Regions from separate parts of the Mus musculus genome. Here regions 2, 3 and 4 are each linked to region 1. A link is a contact called in public Micro-C and promoter capture Hi-C data. All regions are on one chromosome and are shown on one strand. Each heading gives the region's core, a stretch centred on a gene start, on an enhancer-like site or on the middle of the called end of the contact. The rest is flanking DNA. Distances are from core to core; before and after follow the strand shown. Region 1 holds the start of Ncoa4 (nuclear receptor coactivator 4). Region 2 holds the start of Tkt (transketolase). Region 3 holds the start of Nek4 (NIMA (never in mitosis gene a)-related expressed kinase 4). Region 4 holds the start of Pbrm1 (polybromo 1).

Evidence for each region. Promoter capture Hi-C pulls out the DNA fragments that hold promoters and counts their contacts. A called contact is a pair of places that touch in the nucleus more often than the background predicts. Capture Hi-C pulls out chosen DNA fragments and counts their contacts.
Region 2: a Micro-C map of embryonic stem cells shows a contact between it and region 1, with 6 times the contacts expected there. The contact joins the promoter of Tkt here to the promoter of Ncoa4 in region 1.
Region 3: a contact with region 1 is called in a promoter capture Hi-C map of pre-B cells, with 2.7 times the contacts expected there. The contact joins the promoter of Nek4 here to the promoter of Ncoa4 in region 1. A contact is called at or near these places in 2 of 39 promoter capture datasets (liver and pre-B cells) and 1 of 484 Hi-C or Micro-C datasets (CD4 T cells).
Region 4: a promoter capture Hi-C map of adipose tissue shows a contact between it and region 1, with 3 times the contacts expected there. The contact joins the promoter of Pbrm1 here to the promoter of Ncoa4 in region 1. A contact is called at or near these places in 8 of 39 promoter capture datasets (the 3T3-L1 cell line, the C10 cell line, the HPC-7 cell line and 4 more), 2 of 484 Hi-C or Micro-C datasets (B cells and cortical neurons), 6 of 115 datasets of contacts at active chromatin or transcription factors (cardiomyocytes, embryonic stem cells, memory CD8 T cells and 2 more) and 2 of 9 other capture datasets (adipose tissue and liver).

What each region holds. Positions count from the first base shown.
Region 1 is chr14:32,158,623-32,161,153 of GRCm38.p6, forward strand. Ncoa4 (nuclear receptor coactivator 4) reads left to right here and starts at 1,265. Exons shown (of 10, transcript NM_001033988.2): 1 at 1,265-1,388.
Region 2 is chr14:30,547,863-30,550,393 of GRCm38.p6, forward strand. It overlaps Tkt (transketolase), which reads left to right and starts at 1,269. Exons shown (of 14, transcript NM_009388.6): 1 at 1,269-1,518. The coding sequence starts at 1,412.
Region 3 is chr14:30,950,105-30,952,635 of GRCm38.p6, forward strand. Nek4 (NIMA (never in mitosis gene a)-related expressed kinase 4) reads left to right here and starts at 1,273. Exons shown (of 15, transcript NM_011849.3): 1 at 1,273-1,614. The coding sequence starts at 1,522. Gm41121 (a long non-coding RNA gene) reads right to left here and starts at 1,330. Exons shown (of 2, transcript XR_874490.3): 1 at 1,098-1,330; 2 at 328-983.
Region 4 is chr14:31,017,867-31,020,397 of GRCm38.p6, forward strand. It overlaps Pbrm1 (polybromo 1), which reads left to right and starts at 1,272. Exons shown (of 33, transcript NM_001081251.1): 1 at 1,272-1,427. Gnl3 (guanine nucleotide binding protein-like 3 (nucleolar)) reads right to left here and starts at 1,265. Exons shown (of 15, transcript NM_153547.6): 1 at 1,063-1,265. The coding sequence starts at 1,075. RefSeq lists an enhancer at 1,975-2,003.

The DNA of each region.
Region 1 (2,531 bases), core at 15-2,514:
AGTTCCCAGCAACCACATGGTGGCTCAGAACCATCTGTTTCTGCTTTACAATGGAAAAAAGCATGTGTGTTCATGATGAAACCAGACTTCTTCTTTGTCCCTGGTACTCTCATTTATCCTTCCTTCCAGTTACTTAGGTACCCCCTCTTTATCGAGTCCCCACATCACACTGTGTTTGCATAAGGTTAGAACAGGTTAGAGATACTGGAGAAGGGGCTCTCTAGACCTCACGCAGTCTGACAGGAAACTCAGAAGCCGGACTTCTGTGGGTGGTGGGGCCTAGCTCTAGGGTCAGTTAGGTGTGGCATACAGACCAGCTAAAATACACTGACTTGAAACTGTAACATTAATTCTGACATTTATTTACTCAATATTTAAAAAAAAATGTAGCATGTTTTTCCTAAGTTATAAAGCCCATCAGCCTTGTCTTAGTCACTGTTTTATTGCTGTGAAGAGACACCATGACCATGGCAACTCTTACAAAAGGAAGCATTTGCCTGGGCCATCTTTACCATTTCAGAGGCTTTGTCCATTATCAGCATGGCATAAAGCAGGGTGGCCTGCAGGCAGAAGTAGCTCAGAGTACTACATCCAGATCCACATGCAGCAGAAAGAAAGAGTGAGCCACTAAGCCTGGCTTGGACTTCTGAAGCCTCAAAGCCAACCCCCAGTGACATACTTCCTCCCCCAAAGCCACACCCACCCCAACAAGGACACTCACTCTAAGTAGAGCCATCTTCTCATCAGTAAGCATTCAAACACGTGAGCCCGAGAGGGCCATTCTTACTCAAACCACCACAAACCCCAGAGGAAAAAAAGAGTTTATTTTCTTTATTTGCATGACTCTTTTTTGCCTGCATATATACATCTGTACCGTGTGCACGCCTGGTGCCCTTGGAGGTCAGAAGGCACTGGAACCAGGAGGTATGGGTGGTTGTGAGCCATCCTGTAGGTGGCTGGGAACCAAAACTGGGTCCTCTGCAAGAACAGGAAGTGCTTTTTTTTTTTTTTTTCAAGACAGGGTTTCTCTGTGTAGCCCTGGCTGTCCTGGAACTCACTCTGTAGACCAGGCTGTCCTCGAACTCAGAAATCCGCCTGCCTCTGCCTCTGCCTCCGGAGTGCTGGGATTAGAGACTTACTGATAGGCACGAAAATGATCCAGACTAAGGGCAGGGAGTGTTACTGCATGCCTCCACGTTGAGCTCTAAGAAGACTTTGCGCAGGCGCGGAAGGAAATCTCGCGAGACTGTCAGAACACTACCGAGAAGCGTGGTAGGGAGGCCATCCTATCGCGAGAACTCTGTCTTCAGGGTCCGGATCCTTCCACGGCTAAGTGTCTGGGTCGGTCTAAGGTCCGCTCGGATCACCGGAAGGAGCGCTGCCAGCCGGTAAGGACGAGAGTGGCCGGCGGGCGCGCTTCCTCTTCTGCCCTGTGCCCTTCTTCGCTCCGGCCTGTGGCCTGTCCTGCCCTCCCCTCCATTCTTCCCGACCCTCGGGTCCGGGACCACCATCCCACCTGCCTGCACGCGGGGCCCAATGGCCCTTCCCTTCCCCAGGTCACGTCTGCTGTGATCGCCTCTCCAGTCCCCGCGTCGCGCCAGGCCAGAGCTCCTCTCCCTCCCCTCGTCCCGACGCTACCACTTTTCCTTCATGCCCAAGCGCTGGATCTGTCTTCTCTCCTCTGTCCTGTCGACATGTTTCGTTCCTGGGCCACGATTGCAGCCTGAATGCTTCTCTTCCATCCCTTTCCCTACATTGCCCTGACTGTCCTCTGGGTTTATAGCGGTGACAGCCCTGTTTCTCTGGTCCCAGGCGGGCCTGGTTTCCATTACTGACCCAGTGCACATTTGCCCCTATTCCTAGTGGTTTGGCAAGGTGGAATGACTTCTGGAGGCCCACTATCCGTTTCCTTCTCCCAGCAGTCCCTTTAAATCGTTTGATTCGTCCCTTCAGCTGATGAGAAGAGAGAGCTTGCAGAATCATTAATTCATAGCTCGGGCGTTCATTTGCTATATGCTTAGGGTACTGAGGATATAGTAATGTAAAGAAGTGGACGTGCTCCCGGCCCTGATGTGACTTAGCCCTTGCGGTGGGAACAGTATGGGTTTAAGTGCTACAGGCTGGAACTTGGGAGGATGGCTCAAGAATGACAAGTCAGAGGGGCTGGAGTTATCTGACCCTCCTGCACACAGCTCTCCTGCTAGTGTTGTTTAGTAGGTAAGGGCCTGCCACCCTGGCGTCCTTTTGGAAGGACTTGACTTTCCACCCACTTGGTAATTTGGAGTATGGTCATAGACCTTTTGAGTTACTTCCCTGGGTGTGTATGGGACAGGTAAGGCTGTTGGTTCTCCGTTAGCATCCCACTGTGATGTTTCTGAACTTTTAAAGTACATTAGAACATTGGAAAGAATTTCATCCTGTGTGACAAACAGGAGACTAATTTGTACTGCTCAGCAGGTCGCTTGATTTGCTCTGTGGATTTTTTTGTTTGTTTAAGAAGAGTGTCAGATCCCCTTACAAGCCATTGTGAG
Region 2 (2,531 bases), core at 19-2,518, 1.6 Mb before region 1:
AAGGGGAGGAGGAGGGGGGAGGAGGAGGGAGAAGAAGAGAACAAGGAAGAGGAAGGAGGAGGAGGAGGAGAAGAAGAAGAAGGGAAGGAGGGGGAGGAGGAGGAGGAGGAAGAGGAAGTTAACATCAGTGTCATTGGACAGGTGGAGAAATGAAGAACTGGACTAATAATCACTGCCCTCAGGTCCATGGGGTTGGAAGGCCCAAAGGCTTCTGAGGTTTGTTTGCCTCCTTGACCTGTTGGTGAGCAGAGGACAGAGGTGGCACTTGCCTTGCCAAGGATCTGATAGTGGAACACTCCGAGACCACAACACTCCAGTCCCAGGTCCAGCCCTTGGCAGTCAGGCACTAGGAGGGCCAGCCTCTTTGGGCAGAGCCAGCAGAAGCCAGGGGCTGTAACAAACCACACTGGCAGTCTCACTGGGACACCTGGGAAACAGGCCAGGCAGGGAGCGCTTGGGGGAGGGGTGCTCACTTGCACAGGGCCCATTGTCTCATGACTCTGAGTTTGAGCTCTGTGGAGGACACAGAGAGGACCTGGACCAAAGCTGTACTGGTGCCTTCCTCTGCCTCTGCCCAGCACCCACTCACAGGCTTGCCTTTATATCCTCTCTGTAAATTGCAACAACCTCCGCCTCTGGAAACGGTATTGACCCGAGTGTGTGTCATGGATCCAATGAGACAGATCCAACGAGACTGTGAAGGCAACGCTTTCTGTTACAGCTGCTCAGTCCTCTCAGCTCCACCAGATCTGGTAAGAGCAGTAGGTGCTAACTGTCTCTACAGAGGCAAACCCAGTAATCTCTCTGAATCCACTCTTGTCCGTTGGCTCTAGTAGTCTGAGACCAGCATACTCCTAGTAACTTCTCAGTATTACCGTTTCTGGCAGTGTATATTTATTCTCATGTCTGGGATCTTTTTGGACTGAGGATAATCTGCTGCAGCGCTACCCACCAACCCTGTAATCTCAATCTAACCTTGCCAAGCCTCAACCTTTTCCTTAGAAAAGTGCAATTACTGATTAGTATCTCTCTTCTCAGTCCTACCCAAGTCAGCCGCGGAACTCTGAGCCATGCTTAGAACCAGGAATAGTGGCGAAGTTACTTTGTTGCTACTGTTTGTGTGTGATTAATTCCAACAGGGCACTGTGCTGGGAGAGAGCCCCCAGGCCTGGCGACTTCCGAGAGTCCACTAAATGCGGGGCGTGGCCAGAGGCCACTCGTCGGCCTGGGGTGATTCGGCGCCCCGCCCCACCTCCGCCCCGCCCCCCATGGGCGGGTCCTAAGGAGTCTTAACGCGCCCGCCCGCAGCACCCGTCCTCGGTCACTGCTGGTCGCTTCCTGAGCCGCTGCTGGCTCTGTGTCTCTGTCCTCAGCGTTCTCGTCCTCGTCCTCGTCCTCGTCCTACCACGCCATGGAAGGTTACCATAAGCCAGATCAGCAGAAGCTCCAGGCCCTGAAGGACACAGCCAATCGCCTGCGCATCAGCTCCATCCAGGCCACCACCGCGGCAGGCTCAGGGTGAGCGCGCGCTTCTGGCGGGGCTGGGAGCCGGGTCCCGCGGCCTCCCTGGCTCCGTGTCGCGTAGCACGATGTCGCCACGAGGGCGCGGTCAGATGGCGGAGCCTTCCGCTGCTCCGGAGCGGCCGGGTTCGACCGCGTGGGCCTCAGGTCTCGCGAGCACCTCCAGCCGGCCCGGGCTTCCCGGTTCTCGCTGCGCCCGGGCGCGCCTCCTCGCTCTGCGGCTGCAACCCGGAGGCCACCATGACTGCTGGCGGGAGAAACCTGAGCACGTGTGGGCTCCAGCTCTCCACCAGCATGTTGGTTCCACTGGTTTGCAGATGGGGAAACTGAGATTCCGGCTTTATATCAGTTGTCCAAAGTCACAGTGAGAGCTGGAATTTCAGCCCTTGCAATGTAGGCAGAGAATGTGTGTAGAGCCCACCATTTTGCAGTAGACTGGGGGCCCACCCTTCTCTGCATCTCTAACCACGCTCCCCTCCTCGACACTTCTTGCCTCTCCTGCTATGTGTGGGCTGGGGTCCCGGTGCTGCTGAAGACTCCAGGGTGGGGGCAGGGAGGTGACGATGCAACACCAAGAGAGGCTTAGACCCGAGCAAGGAGGTTGGAGTGCGAGTCTGGGGAGAAGGGAGCTTGTAGAAAGAAGGGGCGAGGCCCACGCGAAATAGGAAGTTCTGGGCTAACGGTGTTTGCACACTGGGTGGTTTCAAGAAATTCTAAGGTCTCCATTGGGCCTGGTATGAGACCTTGAGACAGAGAGATCTGGGCTTCTTGGAATGGTTTGGGGTTCTGGGGAGGGAGATTTTAGGAACCCAGACAAACTGTGAGCTTAGAACAAAGACCAGGATTCTGGATTTTGGCCAGTTCCATACAGAACATATTATTAAAGGAGTGCATTTCTCTTGCCTTTTACCGTGGGTTCCTCCTTACTTAGCCCTTGTGCTTTTAAGACGGGATGTCCTCAGAAGGTTTGAACTGGGAACCCTTTGCCACCCAACTTCCCATGCATACTT
Region 3 (2,531 bases), core at 23-2,522, 1.2 Mb before region 1:
ATAAACAAAAGCAAACATTTGCTAGAGCAGAGGGGGCAGACTGCTGTGTAGTAACTATTGACAGTAGCAGGGAAAGTTGCGCTTCATTCAACTGTGCAGAGGTAACTGGGCCTTTTAAGACGAGAATGAGGGCTGGGCATGGGGGCACACACCTATAATTCTACACTCAAGGCGGAGCCAGGCCGATCTCTAAAACCCTGGATTACATGGTGACATGAGACCTCTTCTAAGACACGCGCTCGCACGCGTGCACACAAACACACACACACACACACACACACACGCACACTCACACACGCACCAACAAACAATGAAGGGAAAATAGGAAAATAGAGAAATGAGAAACGGAATTCCTTAGAAAAATGAAAAAAATTACAAAGGTTTGGGAGCATGTTACTATTACATGGCTGTAAACTCAACACACAAGAGTAGGATTGCAAGATGAGCTGTAGAGGAAGATCTTATCTCAACAACAGTAACATAATAATAATAATAAATAATAACAGTTGGTCATTGTAAAAGCAATTACAATTTACTAGTTGGCAATTATAGAAGATGGGATTATATCTTCCCACACAAAATGGGAAACAGACGCCAAAATTTTTTGATGATTTACATTTCAAAGGAAGGGCTTTCTGTCCTGGAGGAAAACATTTCTGGCTTGTAGAAGACATATGCATATATATCTCAACGGGACAGAGGGATAATGAGTAACTGTGCGCCTGTTTAAAAGTAAATTCTTCAGGCAAGGCAGGTAGCTCTTTTCGCAGCCTTGTGCATTCACAGACAGGCGTTAAAAGGGGGCCTTGGTGCTCCGTGGAAGCAGCATGTGAAGTTCTGGCAAGCCTTTCAGGATGGTGGGTTTGCAATCATTCTGTGAGAGATCTTTGCCAGTCTCAGTAAAGCAGGCTGAAACTTTGAGGGATGAAGTGTATTGACGTCTTCACCAAATGCACCAAAACGGCAGGCCGAATACTGACACGCTACAAAACAAATAGAGCAAACATCATTGGTGAAGCCTAGAGTTGGCCACTCTTTTAACTGAATGTGAGCCAAGCACATAGCCGGTTAATATTTGTAGAACGAATGAACCATACGCGTAACTCGCTTAGAACCAGAAAGGATTCAATGAGCAAATGTAGAACCAAAACGCAGGAAGTGCGGCTCGGGAGTCGCTCTGGCCTTCCAGGAGCGAAGCTCTATGGCAGGTCCTCCGGGGCTGCCGAACCGCTCTGGCCGCTTCCGCGACGGCTCGATGGTAGGTCCTCCCCCAAGCACGAGGAGCAGCTCTGGCCACCGCTAGGTCGACTCTATGGCGCGTCTTCCAACTCTGAGCATGCGCAGGACTACCCCGCCAGTATCGCTATGGTAGCGGCGTCCGGGTGGGCCGGGCCTCGAAGCTCCTGCCCGCGGTGGGCCGCGTTTATGGAGTACTTCACCTCCCGTCTGGCATGAGCGGGGCCTCCCGCAGCCTTACGCGCCGCTGCCACAGCTTCCCGACTGTAGGCCTCCTTCGGGAACATGCCCCAGGCCGCATACTGCTACATGCGGGTCGTGGGCAGGGGTAGTTACGGGGAGGTGACGCTCGTGAAGCATCGGCGAGACGGCAAGCAGGTCGGGGACTTGGGACCTGGCCGGGGCGATGAGGGAAGGGATACGTCTAGGGCATCCTCAAATGTACAGGCCCGGAGTGATGGGCAGGGACTCTTCTCAGATAAGAGGTCAGCTTCTCAACTTCCCCTATAATAGGAGCCCCGGATTTTGTCTATTCTTCGGTATTAGTTTTCTTTATCTGCAAACCTCCTGTCACCTGAAATTTTCTTGAGAACAGGGGCCATGTGTTCCCAAAGCCTAGTTCAGGGCCACCGTGCAAGCCCTGTCTCTTGTGTAGTTTGTACTCCTTAAAAACTCATCTCAGCATCTTCTCGCCAGCACTTTCTCATGGACCCTATTTCAGTGAGTAGCTTGACCAGCCATGCAGTTTCCTAAGCTGGTAACAATTACCTTTAATGTCCCCAACGCTGGTTCTATTCCTGTCACTAGGTCAAACCGGCATCTCCACCCTAGTACAGGCCACCAGTCTTTCTGGCTAAATGCCCACTCCCCAACTAGTTCCTGCTGCCTGCTTTTTTTTCCCCTCTAACCTGTCTCTTCTACTGCAGTCATCTTTCTTTCTTTCTTTCTTTCTTTCTTTCTTTTTGTTTGTTTGTTTGGAGACAGGGTTACTCTGTATAGTTCTGGCTGTCCTGGAACTCACTTTGTAGACCAGGCTGGCCTCGAACTCAGAAATCTGCCTGCCTCTGCCTCCCAAGTGCTGGGATTAAAGACATGCGCCACCACCGCCCGGTTTGCAGACATCTTTCTTAAACTCAAATCTGATGTTACTCCTTTATGTAAATTACTTTATGCCATCACCCAGAGTCTAATGAACCAGTTCTTCAGTATTCTTTGCTATCAGGGTGGCCATAGAATGTTGTGCACAAACAGGCACAATTATGAAACTGATGAGCGATGTTTCATAGTTCTTAGTT
Region 4 (2,531 bases), core at 22-2,521, 1.1 Mb before region 1:
CTGCCAAAACAAAGAAAGAGAAAGACTGCACACATGAGCAGTGAGTGTTTTAAATTTCTCACATCACCTATATGGATGTTTTGCCCTCTCTTGTCAGCAGACCAACCACGTGCATGTAGTGTTCTTGCAAAGGAAGCCACAAGAGGGCTTCATCACTTGTCCTTCTACAGACAGCATGGAGCTGCCACGTGGGCTGGGACAACCCTGGGTCTTCACTCCATACCCAAAATGTTTCATTTACTTATTTTGTGTGTAGGTCTGAAAGCAATTTCCAGGAGTCAGTTCTACCTATCATATGAGTTTGAACTCTTGACAGTAAGGCTTAGTGGCAAGTGTTTATAGCCATATTCCTGGCCCTCAAGAGATTGTTTTATCAGGCCATGGGGGCCTACAACAATAAGGCTATCCCGGGCAACATAGATCTTGCCTCAACCGTCCCTGCAAAGTTATGCAGGGTATTTAATGGAAATCACACCACAACGCCAGTCAATTCGACTCGGTGGACCCACAATGGAAGCAGCTTCTAGAGGAAAGCACTACAAATATCAAGGTTTCTTTCTTTATTTTTATTTTTTCGAGACAGGGTTTCTCTGTGTAGCCCTGGCTGTCCTGGTAGACCAGGCTGGCCTCGATCTCAGAAATTCGCCTGCCTCTGCCTCCCAAGTGCTGGGATTAAAGGCGTGCGCCAACACGGCCAGGCTCTTTTTTTAATTTTTAAGCCATGGTTTCAGTATACAGCCCAGGCTGGCTGCAAACTTTCTATCTTACTGCGTCATCCTTCGTGTACATGATTAGGGCGCGTGCCACCAAGGCCGAAAGACCATGGTTCTGAATAGTTCTAGGAAAACGGCAGGCTCGAAAAGAGGCTCAAACACGTTAATCACAGAAATCTGGCTCGGTTTTCCTCTCAAGGGCTTAGCTCTCCTGCTATACAACAGGCCAAATTTGGGTCTGGGCCTTCTAAGCATCAGATCTACGCGGAACTCATCAATGGCCTATGGAGAGTCCTCTCCCTCCAGCCACAAAGCACCACCCGCGCGTTTCGCTCCCGACCCCACTCACTAGGCCTCTTCATCCTGGCCGCGGACGCTTCAGGAGCAGAGGAGGTCTCGGGATCACCACGACTTCTCGGGCGCCACGTGCGAACTGGAACTGCGGTTCAACGTCACGCGCTCCAGGACCTGCCGGAAAGTGTGTCGGGGCCGGGCCGAGTGCGCGCGCACACACATACACTGTCGCGCCGAGCCGGGCTCGCCTGGCGGCCACAGGTTGGATTTACGGCAGCACTGGGAGGGGTGAGGGCGGTGAGGGCGGCGGGTGCCGGAGAGACGGCCGCGGCCAGAGGAGCGCTAGCAGCCGTGGCGGCCACGGGGCGGGGCTCGGCGGTCGGGGACCGCAGCCGGGGCTGCAGGCGGCGGAGCGGCGGGGTAAGGCCGGGCCCGGGGCGGGCGGGGCCGCCCCTCCTCGGCCGGCTGCCGGGCCTTTGTGTCGGCCCGGGCGGGCGGGCGGGCGGGCGGGAGTCGCGGCGGAGGCCCCGCCCCGTGGTGCGGACGCGCTGGTCGGGCAGGGCGCGGGGCGGGGCGCGGCACGGCACGGCGGCGGGGCCTCGGGACAGGGCCCAGCAGCCCGGCCGCACCTGCCGCCGGGACAAAGGCAGAGCAGGGCCCGGAAACTCCCTTCGCTGCTCTTTCCCGCCCGTCGCGGGCCGCCTTCAAAGCTGTCAACGTTTCCTTTAGCCCCAGAACCAGTGACAGGTCGGGCGAACTCTTCTTTTCCTCCGCCTCTCAAGGCCTCTTTTTTTTTTTTTTTTTTTTTTTTTTTTTTTTTTTTTTTTTGGTTTCTTGTGCGTTCGGCAAAAAACTCCCTATTGAGTTTTTGTTTTTGTTTTTTTCTTTCCCAATGATCGCCCAAACGGAATATTTTTTTGTTTTTGTCAGAGAGACTTACTTATTTACAGGCTAGGTACTTAAGCTTCTCATTTGTACCGTCACGACGAGTTGAGTTTTTGTAAACTGTATTTTCTGGTTTTAAAAGTATTTTCCGTTTCAAAATTTTGTTTTCTGAAGAAGTGAGTCTTATTTTAAGAAAATTTGATATCAAAGGGGGGACAAAAATATAAAATTCCTGGAAAACAAATGACAAATACACAATAGACCGGATGTAGGAATTCGAGGACTAACTATAGAAGCGTATGGTGGAATATGCTATCTTAATCCAAACTTTTCAAAACTTACTGTAGGAGCCAGGCACAGTAGAAAACACCTGTTCTAGCTCTTGAGTTGGGAGTATCGCAAGTTCCAGTGTACTTGGGTTACATAGTGAGACCTGCCATTAAAACAAAAAAGTGGTTATACGTTTCTTTCTTAACCCATTTGGTAGTAGGCTTTTCCCCCCAAAGTAATTCAGAAGCATATTGGATTCCAGATGTTGAGGAACATAGCTTTTGCTTTAGTAGTTTTTAAGATCCAAAATGAAAGATTGGAAAGTATCCTCGTTTATCTTTGAAGTGGCCTTACTTTGCTGCTAGATTT